Regions from separate parts of the Mus musculus genome. Here regions 1 and 3 are each linked to region 2. The links are chromatin contacts, called in public Hi-C and promoter capture Hi-C maps. All regions are on one chromosome and are shown on one strand. Each heading gives the region's core, a stretch centred on a gene start, on an enhancer-like site or on the middle of the called end of the contact. The rest is flanking DNA. Distances are from core to core; before and after follow the strand shown. Region 1 holds the start of Kcmf1 (potassium channel modulatory factor 1). Region 2 holds the start of Immt (inner membrane protein, mitochondrial). Region 3 holds the start of Tmsb10 (thymosin, beta 10).

What was found. Promoter capture Hi-C pulls out the DNA fragments that hold promoters and counts their contacts. Hi-C and Micro-C count contacts between places; a contact is called where the count stands out from the background.
Region 1: a contact with region 2 is called in a Hi-C map of uterus. The contact joins the promoter of Kcmf1 here to the promoter of Immt in region 2.
Region 3: a promoter capture Hi-C map of pre-B cells shows a contact between it and region 2, with 2.4 times the contacts expected there. The contact joins the promoter of Tmsb10 here to the promoter of Immt in region 2. A contact is called at or near these places in 1 of 39 promoter capture datasets (pre-B cells), 1 of 115 datasets of contacts at active chromatin or transcription factors (pancreatic cancer cells) and 1 of 9 other capture datasets (adipose tissue).

Annotation. Positions count from the first base shown.
Region 1 is chr6:72,898,372-72,902,041 of GRCm38.p6, forward strand. It overlaps Kcmf1 (potassium channel modulatory factor 1), which reads right to left and starts at 1,608. Exons shown (of 7, transcript NM_019715.2): 1 at 1,243-1,608. The coding sequence starts at 1,258.
Region 2 is chr6:71,829,884-71,833,516 of GRCm38.p6, forward strand. Immt (inner membrane protein, mitochondrial) reads left to right here and starts at 1,437. Exons shown (of 15, transcript NM_001253681.1): 1 at 1,437-1,632. The coding sequence starts at 1,588.
Region 3 is chr6:72,956,206-72,960,213 of GRCm38.p6, forward strand. It overlaps Tmsb10 (thymosin, beta 10), which reads right to left and starts at 2,278. Exons shown (of 3, transcript NM_025284.4): 1 at 2,132-2,278; 2 at 1,708-1,819; 3 at 1,142-1,447. The coding sequence starts at 1,807. The coding sequence ends at 1,413.

The DNA of each region.
Region 1 (3,670 bases), core at 358-2,857, 1.1 Mb after region 2:
TCACTAAATGTATGTTAATTGATCTGAGTTTGTCACCTTAGAAAAGCCAAGGTCTGTACTTCCCTAAGAATGCCCTTCCCTCGGCGATAAACTGCCTCCTCAAACTTTCTTCACTTCCAAAACACCTATACAGGATTTGGAAAATCTTAGGGACTCAATTATTTTCAGGTCACTTATACAATCTTCCATTAACCGTACCGAAATAAACTTTTCACTAAGTCGGTGACTACTTTTAAAGGTAAAACCTGCTGTAGTGAAACAAAGAGAACATAGCCCCCTCCCCCCTTCCTAAACCATATGGTAGTAAATTCAAGTTAACTTATTTTTTCGCCAGTTCATCGCCCATCCATCGGCCTGAAAACACTTGTGCCTTTGTGCCGTGGGGCTGGGACGCGAGTGGTCTGATTCTTAACCACAGAACCCCAGCGTGTTTCCACAGGGCACCGCGGAAGTCCAAACGCCCCCCGACTGGAAGCCTGCTTCGGTGGGCAGCGCACGCGGGTGAGGGCCCGGGACCGGCCGGGAGCAAGTTCCGCTCCGGCGAGGTGACGGAGCAGGGAGTTTGCTCACCGCGGCCGGGCTGGATCCGCCCCGGGAACTTGGCTTACCCGAGCCCAGGGACGCGCAGAGGCCTACCGCGAGGCCGGGCGAGCTCCAGTCACAGAGGGCTGCCCGAGCCCGAGCCGCGGCGTCTTCCCGCCCGCACGGCCGCGGCCCTCAGGCGGGGCCGTCGCTCGCCCGCGGTCTCCCAGAGACCGGACGCGCCCGCGGGGCCCGGACCCCGCTCCCCCTTGTCGCGGCCGCACGCCCGAGACCCGGCTCGGCCACGGCGCCCGGCTCTTCCGGGAGCCGCCGCAGCTAGGCCGCGCCGGGGCCCCGCGGTTCCCCCGGGCGGGCCGGCCGGGCCTCGGCGTCCGGTATGTGTCCCGAGGGCCAGGCTCCCGCCGGTAACGGGCCCCGCCGCTTCCCCTCCCCCTCTCCCGCCCCATGACAGTGCAAAGCCTCCGGCCGCCCGGCCGCCCCGCCTCCGGCTCCAGGCCCAGCTCAGGGCCGCGGCCGCAAGCCACGGTTGCGGCCGCCGCTCCCGCTCGCTCTTCGGGCCGCGGTGGCCTCGGGTTCCCCAGCCCCGCGACTCGGGCCCGGCCCGCGTCCCCGCCGGTGCCCCGCTGCCCTCGGCGGCGCCCGGACTTCGGGCGGGGTAGGCCGAGGCCCAAGCGGTGGGGGCGGGGGCTCGGCTCTCACCTTCATGTCGGGACATCCTAGTTCAGACGCTGGCGGCGCGGCCCCTCCCGGGCTCCCGGCTGCAGTGTGCCCCCACCGCGGGCTCCCGGCGCTGCCCGCGCCCGGCCGGCCGACTCCCACTCGACTCCCGGGCTCGGCCGCGGGGGCGGGGTGGGCAGGGGAGCGCTCCCGCGGCGGCGGCGGCGGCGGCGGCGGGGAGGCGGCGCGGGGCGGGAATGGGGCCGGGCCTGGCCGGGGCTGAGCTCCTCCAGGAGGCGGGTCCGACGCGGCCGCGGCTCCGCCGGCGCCCGCCGTGACTCGGTCACTCTCGGGCCCCCGCCGGCTCCCGGCAGCGGCGCGGCGTCCGCAAATCCCGCTCGTCCCCTCCCCCGGCCCGCCCCCCGCCCGTCCGTCTCCCGGCTCCGGCCGCCGCCTCCTCCTCCTCCTCTTCCTCCTCTTCCGCCTCCTTCCGCCCGCACGCCCGCCCCGCCTCTCGCCGCCCTGAGGCCCCGCGGCCGGCGGGCGACCGTGCTTGGCGGCGGTCCTGCCGCGGTCCCGCAGGCACCCGAGCCCAGCCGCGGCCCGCCACGCTGCGCGTGGGGAGGACGAGGACGCGAAACGCCCCCGACGTGGCTCCCCAGCGCCTGGGCGCGCGGCGGCCGGGCCATCGCAGACGTCCCGGGGACGTGTGTGTGTTTGTGTGCTGCTTTGAAAGCCGGGGACCCAGAAGGGAATGGCAGTCGGGCCTCCGGGGCTCGCGGGTCCCCAGACCCAGGGGGAGGCCGAGGCCTAGCGAGCCGGCTCGGCCGCCCGCTCGAATGCGCTGCGGGAAAAACTTGGTGGGCTTCGGGGGTACTTTGCTTCCGGCTGTGTGTGCAGGTCTTTCCCTCCACCCAGGCTCCTTACAGGCTACTTTCTCTTCAGGCATTGCTAACTCGACAAACACTTGAGACTACCCCTGACCACGTGTCAGTGGTGGCGTGGCGCAGGTAGAACAGATCGCGCCCTGGAGTTAAGACGTGTTCAGCCCTGGGATTCTGGTTCTGATATGCTCGGTGTAACCTTGAACAAGTGACTTAACCTTGCTGAGCCTTCGCTCTAAATTGGTTCGCTTTGGGTGGTTAATTTTGCCTTGGTAGTCTCGAGATTGGACAAAGTTCCCAGCTAAGTTTACTGAAACTAGGGTCCAAGGTACTGCTTGCTTTGGCGATTTTCCTAATTTGCCCACCCTCCACCGACTGTGGGACCTGGACAAAGCGTTGGTTGCCTTAGCTTCTGTGACTTTCAAAAAGGGCAAGCATATCAATAGATGCAGGAGAGATACAGTACCAAGATTCGACGTGTAGAGTAGCAAAGGAAGGACCCTATTTGTTACAATATTTTATTGAATATGATTTAAGATATGTCTGGTTTTGAAAATACTAAAAGGCTTAATCCGAGAGACTACATAGTAGGTCATCCCTGTCTACCCAAGAAACTAGCTGTAATTAAATTGGGGGTGGTTTTGAGGCATGACCTCAGATAGCCCGAGGCAGTCCTTGAATTGCTCAAGTAGCTGATTCTGACCTTCCCATCTCCCAGGGGCTGGAACGAAAGGCATCTTCCACCACACCCCCACCTAATTTGGGTTTAAATGAGGACTAGATAACAAATATTTCTGTTTCGGGTGTGGAATTCCGCACACTACAGACCGGCCTGAGGAAGACTATGCCTAGTAGGGCTTACAAAGGGAGAGCAGGGTTTGTAGTTAGCCTGATCGACATCCTGGTTAGTGGGTCCTTTCTGACAACCCTACACATTTTATTATTGGCAAGTGATCCTGGGTGTAAGCCAGTTCCCTGAACTTGAGCTGTGAAAGTCAGGCTAGCAGCTCTTAACGCATACACAGGTGGTGAATAATGGTTTTTTATAAATTTGTATCAAAGTTTGTAAGCAGTTCTGTAAAAATGCTGGAGCATTTAGAGTAGCCAACAAAAGCAACACTTCCAGAAAGGAATACCAGTAAGTATGGAAAAAACTGGGTGAAAATAGAAAGGAGACTATTGAGGAGGAAGAAGGGGCTGGAGCTGTGAGGTGAAGTGTGCCCCAAGTCCCAAGTCTACGGAAAAGTCACTCAGGGTTGTGTACAGGCATGATGCTAGGGGAAGAAACATTAAAAACAAGTCTTACTGTATTGAAGGGTTAGCTAGTTTTTTTTTTTTTTTCACCTGCCTCTGCCTCCCAAGTGCTGGGTTTAAAGGCCTGTGTTACCACTGCCCGGTAGGGTTAGCTAGTCTTGTTCATGGGAGGAAACATAGCTTGGTCTGACCTCCAAGGGACTACCATGTTTTTTTGACAGTGATTTCATTGTTAGTATCCCAGCTTAGCCGTGAATCTCCAGCTCTTCCTGCCCTAGATCTCCTTCCCATGCCTCCTTGGTTTCCCCCATGTCCAGTTGAAAGTCACAGGT
Region 2 (3,633 bases), core at 187-2,686:
AAGCCAAGGAGACTGTCTGTAGTACAAGGTCCGAAGTGTAGTACAAAAGCAGCCCCGGGTCAACAGTGTGCGAGACGTTATCACGCTGGCAAGAACCAGAGCAGCGGTGAACAGGGATGGAGCCAGACTGCTAGATTTACTAAGAAAATGGGAGGACTGGAGGCTGTCGAATGATGACATGACAAAGATCGACAAGTACATTACTGAAGTGCTCTGAAAAGCTTGGCATGTATAGAACGTAGATAATATAGAACATAAACACATTTTTGATATTTTTCAAATCTTTCCTGTTTTTTGTTTGAAATTTATGTAGTCCAATCCTGCAACAGCCTCCCAAGTGCTGTCATTTACAGTGTGACCACAACACTGGACTTCATTTATTTTATAAATGAAAATAAAAGTGCAGCTTTTTTTTATCTGTATCGTATCATAACAAATCACCTACTTATGGCTTGTAAGTATTTTGCAAACAGATTTGTTGTTTTGTGGTTTTCAAGACAGGGTCTCAATATATTCAGCTGGCTGTCCTGGAACTCTGTAGATCAAGCTGGCCTTGAACTCAAAAGATATCTGCCTACCTCTACCTCTCTAGCGCTGGGATTAAAAGCATGCACGACTAGGTCCAGCCTCCAACAGATTTTGAAAATTATTTTTCTATGTTATTATGGTAAGAGAACCACATAATCATAGTGGAATTTACATAGAATATTAACGACAGTCAATTTTTAACACATTGTTAAACTCAGAACGCTTGGAAGAGTCTTCCAAACCGTCCCCAAAACTGCGACCGAAATCATCTTTATAAAATAAAAGTGGCAAAAAAAAAAAAAAAAAAAAAAAAAAAGCGGTGTGACTTAAGTAAAAACCTGAACTTAGAATTTGGGTTCCTATCCGTTCTCTACTATTTAAAGACACCGGAAACACATTCTGCCCCAGGATGCCTTCAGCACATTCGCTTATTCTTCAGCAACCCTTTGGAAAAGAAAAAAAAAAAAAAAAAAAAAAAAAAAAAACCAAAAAAAAAAAAAAAACCCTGTAGGCATACGTGTGCCTCAGCTCCATAAAGAAGTCAGCGGACAACTAATTGGAATCGATTCTATTGCCACCAGAGAGGTCGCAAATTTCAGGTCGTCAGGACTGGGAGCAGGCGTCCCTACCGGATCCACCTCCCCATCCCTTTAATTCTAAGAGTCTAATTCTAATTTAATTCACCAACGCTTTAATTCTAAGAGTCACAGTCGAACTTTACACAGCACTCTCCGGCCAGTTCACCTAGTAACCCGGTCATCTGCAGACAAACTAGCGCCCAAGCGCGACCCGGAAGGAGAACCTGCCCTTCCGCCTCCTAGTCGCCAATCACCGCTTTACTCCCCTTTTCGCAGCCGGGGTGAGTCCCACCCTCAGGGAGCCGCCTCGGCTGTAGCAGGGGAGGAGGCGGCGCGTGCGCAGTGGTGCCGGTGGCCCTTCCGGTGCGCCGGACGCAGCTAGGCTGTACAGACGCGGGCACGCACACCAGCACGCACGCCCTCCTCTCGTGCGGCCGCGGTCGTTCCCGCGTCCACCAGCAGCGCTGTCGCTTCGGCAGAAATGCTGCGGGCCTGTCAGTTATCCGGCGTGACCGTCGCGGCCCAGGTGAGCGTGGGGTCTCTCCGAAGGGGCGCGTGGTCACGCTGACTGCGGACTGCCAACGGACAACGTGAGAGGCATCCATGATGCGCACCCCCCCCAGGCAGAGCCACCCCTAGTGCGGGGAACCGAGGCAGTCCTCTAGGGCGGCCGCTGGACTGGAATGACTCGAGGGTTATTGCTGAAGAAGCGGGCTGGGGTGTGGAGCGCGGGGAGGCGGGTGTGCCGCTGAGGCGTGGCTTCAGGGACCTGGTATCCAATCAGTACCTCCTTATCTCAGTCTCGGACCAATCCTGGCTGCTGGCGTCTGGGCCGCCGGTTGGGCACGTGATAGGTTTCCAATCGTGAAGGTCGGCGCGGGAGAACTACAGTTCCCAGCAGGGATTGCTTCTCAGGGCTTGTTGCATCTTTAATAAGCAGGTTCCTGGACTGGTGGAGAGCCTAGGGGTCAAAGTTGCTGTTAATCTGGGAGTGGGTTCCTTTTGTTTCCGTAGCCGAGAGCGCCTTTGAGCTAGTCTTATAGTAAAAGGTGAAAGATTTTTCATTTCTCGAGCTTAAACTTCTGGTGCTGAAGGAGGACAGAAGTCATGACCTTGTGCTTATTTCTGAGATTAGCTTGGGGATCAGTGTCTCTAAGCACTGGAACCATGTCTGACATTCAGGTATCTTAGGCGCCCTGTTTTGTCTCTCTTTAATTTTTCATAACTGTCAGTATAACTTTCTACAGTTGAAAATAAAAACCCCATTTCCATTACTCAGAAGTTTTAGAAAACTAACACTTGAAAGGTTATGAGGAACATGCTGCAACTTGAGCAGTAATTGGATAAAGTTTCGAGACAGGGTCATCCTGAGATGATTGAAGTTAAGCAGTTTTGTTCTTTATTTTTGCTTTACTGTTTGTCCTTCAGCCTCTTGCATAGGGAAGTGAGCCCCGTATTAGTTTTCTGTTGGTATTTATCCAACAGCACACATTAAGCAGCCTGTAACTACACCCTCATTGATTATCTTCCAGTTTTTGTAGTAGTCTGGACATTAGTGTTGTGGAGTCTCAGCTTAGAGTCATGCAAGGCTTTGTTGAGAAGTATTAGCTGTGCTTTGATTCTCATTTGTAGATAGTACTTTTTACTTCCTCCAAATTCATAATTAGCTAAATCCAGCCCCTTCAGGTGTTGCACTAAAGTCCATGTTCTCTCCTGTGTCTTGCAGGTGGCTGCTCTCAGCTTTTAGAACCTTCTAACAATTTCTTGCCACAAGGCACTTACAGGCCATTCCTAACACCAAACACGAAACACAACACATTTAGTATTACCATGTGCTTCTTTCTGTCTTTACTTCAACATCTCTTCTCTCATTGATTTATTTACTAGACTAGCCCTACCTGAGTAACTTCCCTAATTCAGATTTCTTTTTGGGGAGCTCAGTTAGAGACTAAAACATGAATGGTATTCTAGCTCTCAACAAACATTTTAAAGTTCCCTGAAGTCACTGTCAACAAATTCATAGGTTTATTGTCATTACCTCTTCATTCATTCTGTAGCATTTGATATTGCTGCTTATTTGTGTGTGTGTCTATCTGTCTGTCTGAGAGAGAGAGAGTGAGAGAGAGTGTGTGTGTGTGTGAATGAATGAATATGTGTACATGTACACACCTATGGAGGCCAGAAGAGGATACTGTATCCCCCAGTGCTAAGGTTAATCAGTGGTTGTAGACTCCCTGACACTGATACTGAACTCAGGTCCTCTGGAAGAACATTAAATATAAGTGAGCTTTTCCATTTATGGCCCTGTTCCTGTGTAATGACTTGGGAGGCTTATTATTCATGAATAAATGCCTAGGTCTTAAGCAGGGCTTGTCCCCTGACTAGTTAGTATCTTATATGTCTCATTTATACTATTCTATGTCTGCGGCCTGGCTGGTTACCTCTCCTCGGTTTCATACCCAGTCCAGGTTGTGAATCTTCTGTGATTATTTTCCTGAGTGTTCTCATTCTCTCTCTTTCTTTCTTT
Region 3 (4,008 bases), core at 1,028-3,527, 1.1 Mb after region 2:
CTTCTTACTCAAGCATTGGGACTTAATTCAGCCCCATCCTACCCTGGGTCACTACAAAAGCTACATCTGTGGGAATCACTAACAGCAGAGAAAAAGAGCCCTTCCCTATTCAGAGGTGATGGAGGCCTCCAGGTACCAGCTGGAGTTGATCTGTTATGTAAACCAGGCATTGGCTCCCCAACCTGTCTGTCCGCTGATCTGCCCTGACTGCCGGTCTCACTACTAGGTTTTAAATTTCTTGTGACCAGGAGGATACAGCTCATTTGAACTAACTGCCCTCATCTATTTATCCAGTCCCTTGGGGGTAAGGCAAAAATGTGGGGCAAACCCTATCCAATTGTTTCCCTCCCTCCCCTCCTACAGGAAAAGGCTACCCCTGTAATCATAAGCCTGCTTCAGTGCCCAATACCCTTGGGCTCCTCCTCCATTAGCCCCACTGTGCTGGTCCCACCCCTTCCCTGTGGGTCATGAAAGGGTGTGACCTCCTTCAGTTCTGCCGCCACAACGCACGCACCCGCTGCTCTCTTCCACCCTCAGAGGATCTGTCTGGGAGGCAGCTCAGCCTATGCTCCCTCTATAATGGCTAACGCATTCGCATAAGGTTCAGAGACAAAAAACTAGGCTGATCTCCGTGGCTGCAGTTCTGAAGATGTTCCGCAAGTTGTGATATAATGCGGTTTTATCTGGCCTTTGTTTTTATTTCACCTCATTCTGTTAACACCCAATAGAAAACCTCGTGTGTTTGTGTCTGAGGGATGGACCCCGACCTCGCCCAATTTCCCACATTCCTGAATGATTCTTTGCATCCTTTCCTCTCAGACTTTAACAAATCACTGCTTCTGGTGTGCGTGAAAGGTTAAGAGGGCAGAAGAAAAGGTAGGATTTGAAGAGCCGATCAAAAGCAAAGCTTAATCTTTTGGACAGCATTTTTCAAAATGGGGTTAAAATTGACATGGATCGCATTAAGGGCGAAGCAACTGAGAACCCAGGAAACCGCATGTCGAGAAGCACGTAAAACAAAAATAAAAACGATACATCCTCCTCACCCATTCTACCACGTCCCCTCCTCTCTCCCTGCGGCACAACTCACTCCCAGACCGCTCTGCCCACGCATACTCAACTAAAAAATTCAGACCACGCCAACCATGCCACGAGGTGTTTTTATTTTCATCAATCATACAAATAATTTTCTATAATATCCCAGGGCAAACCGGTGAAATTTGGCAGTCCGATTAGTGGAGGGGTCCCCTTCAGAGACCCGCGGGCCGGTGGCATCGGCTCGGAGTGCCCGGGTTTCACAGTGCAGCTTGTGGCTCGCGTCCATCTTGCAGGTGGCTCTTCCTCCACATCACGAGGGGGTCTTGGAGATGATGGGGCGGGGTGGGGTGGGGTGGGGAAATCTTCCTAGGCTTTTAGGAGATTTCACTCCTCTTTTCCTGTTCAATGGCTGCGAAGGGAGGGATGTGGTCATTGGAGCTACCTTACAGCCCCCCATACCCAACCCACAAACCTGGTGTGGGTGAGGCACCCACGAGGCCTGCGGACAGAGAAGGGGTTTGGAAGAGACAAAGTGCTTTGTGTGACTGGAAGGGTGGCTGTGGCCTTAGATTCGGGGTGGGAAGATAGTGGCCGGATGGGGGTGGGGGTGCCGGGCTGGCACAGCAGGGAAGGGAGGAGCGCTGGGGTGGGAACCCGGGGCACACTTACTCTCTTTGGTCGGCAGGGTGTTCTTCTCCTGCGTCTCGGTTTTCTTCAGCTTGGCCTTATCGAAGCTGGCGATTTCCCCCATGTCCGGCTTGTCTGCCATTTTCTTACAACTCTGATGGGCGAAACAAGGTGATAATGGGTGGCCAGGGGCTTGGGGGTGACCAGCGCGTCCTGGATCCCGCGCCTTCCGCGAACGCCTCTCAACGTGGCATTCCCAGTCCTGGGCGTTCCCGCAGCCCGGAGGCCGAGGATCCTAGACTCGTCCACCACACCCTCCCTCCGAAGCCCCAGGGCGTGGCCTGCTAGCCCCAGAAGATTCCAAACCGCCGGGTCGCCTGTTGCAACCGAAGGGGAACGCGCCCGCCAGCCATAAACTGGCCCGACCCCACCCAGGGTAGGCCCCAAGGCCGGCGCTGTGCCTTACCGTGGATTCTCCTTCCGAGCTCGCGCTCCAGGTGCTCCCACTCTCGTTGCTGCAGCAAGAGACAAAAGAGCGGCGCCCGCCCCTCGTCTTATATACACCGCGCCCCGCCCCGCCTCTCGCCCGCCGCAACGAGGGCGTGGCCAGCCCGCGCGGAGGGCGTGGCCAGCGCGCGCGGGGGCTGGGGGGCGCTCAGCATCTCCAGGCTGCCTGGGGCTCCGCCCTTCTCGGCCCGCGTTCCTAACCCGTTGCGATCCCGCGTGGAGGGTGGCAGGCACCAGCTCCCGGTGGTCTCTTTTCTTGATATATCTCCTTTTCCTAGTACCCAGGAGCCTGCTGCTCACCCCGCGGGAAGGGCGTGGGGGGGGGGGCAGCGGGGAAGGACTTGGGGTTTTGTTGAATGTATGTGTGGTGTAGGGTTGTGGGTGTGCGGGCGAGCACGCGCGCTCTGCTGCAGCCCTGCTCGCGGGAGACACCCCACCCGCGTCGCCTCAAGTCTCTTGCGTTTGCTCTCCAGAGTCTCCTTCTTTCTATTTTCTTGTGGTTGGTGCTTCTTAAAACAAGCTGTTTTCAGGCATTGTCTAAGGGCGGAGGTGGGAGCTAGGACTCCCGGGAGGGCTCCGCTGTTCCTTTTCTCAGTGGCCTTTTAGAAACACTGTACTGGAGGGTGCGGTTTTTCTCCTTCAGTTAACCTTCAATGTGGTTTTTAGAAGGAAAAAGAGGGGAAAAAGCTCCTGTGCCTGCAAACCTTGCTTTTTCTTGTTAACCCATTCCAGGAGTGGGATACTGCACTCCTGAAAAAGTTACCTCTTCAGCTCCTACAACCCCCATGGACAGTGAGTTCTATTATATCACCCAGGGCTGAAACGCCATCCATCCCCACTCCCATCCCTTTTCCTGTGTTGAATATAGAGCATATTCTACTGATAGAAGAAAAAGAGGAGAAACATTTCCTGAACGGCAAACTTCATGGTTCAGATAGACAGACAAAGAGCAAAATATCTTTGCTTGAAGTAATAACAGTTTAGTGGGGGTGGGGGTTGTAGAGAGTTGTCTCATCCACGTGGGGCTCACCCACACGGTGGCTTACAAGCATCTGTAGCTCTAGTTTTAGGAGACTTGGCATCCTCTTCTGGCCTGCTTGGGCACCAGGTATGAGTTTGGTGTGCATAAAACACTCATGCACATAAAATAAAAATAAATCTTTTAAAGAAAGTTGTTTCTTATGTAACACAATCCTGTGATTTCTGTACTAGTCTCCTTTTTAAAAAATTATTTTCTTTAGAAAGGGCGTCACCTGTTTATGTAGCCATATGTTTATGGATCTCAGTATGTAGATCAGCCTGGATTTGAACTCATAGAGATTGGCCTGTTTCTTGAATGTTAGGCCTAAAAGCCTGTGTTATCATGCCTGGCTTTGTGCTTTTTATTGCATAGTGACTGGTATTCAGGCCCCCTTTCTCTTGTTATTCTGGACCCCTCCATCTTCTATATCCAGGCAGTGGACCAGGAAAGAAAGGAGGATGAAAAGTCACACTAGAATTTAGCCTCAGATTCAGAAGTCGCTTCCATCACTTCTGTCTTCATTTCCTTGGCCTAGAATGTAGTCACATGCTCTTACCCAAAGTCCAGGAAATCTGGGAAACCGAAAGCAGGGCTGGGCAGATTGAAACAGTCTCTACTTGTTGAAGGATCTGCTAAGCTTGAACATAAAACTATCCAGACATCCAGAGATAGTATCTCTGGATTCCGTGCTGGATGCAATGCTAACCTTAAGTTAGGTTTGGACTTCCTGGGCTTCACCTTGAAGTCAGTGCATAAATGTCCAATTGTACAAGGTTGCATCCAAGGTGAACTCCAATCCCTTTTCTCTTTATTGA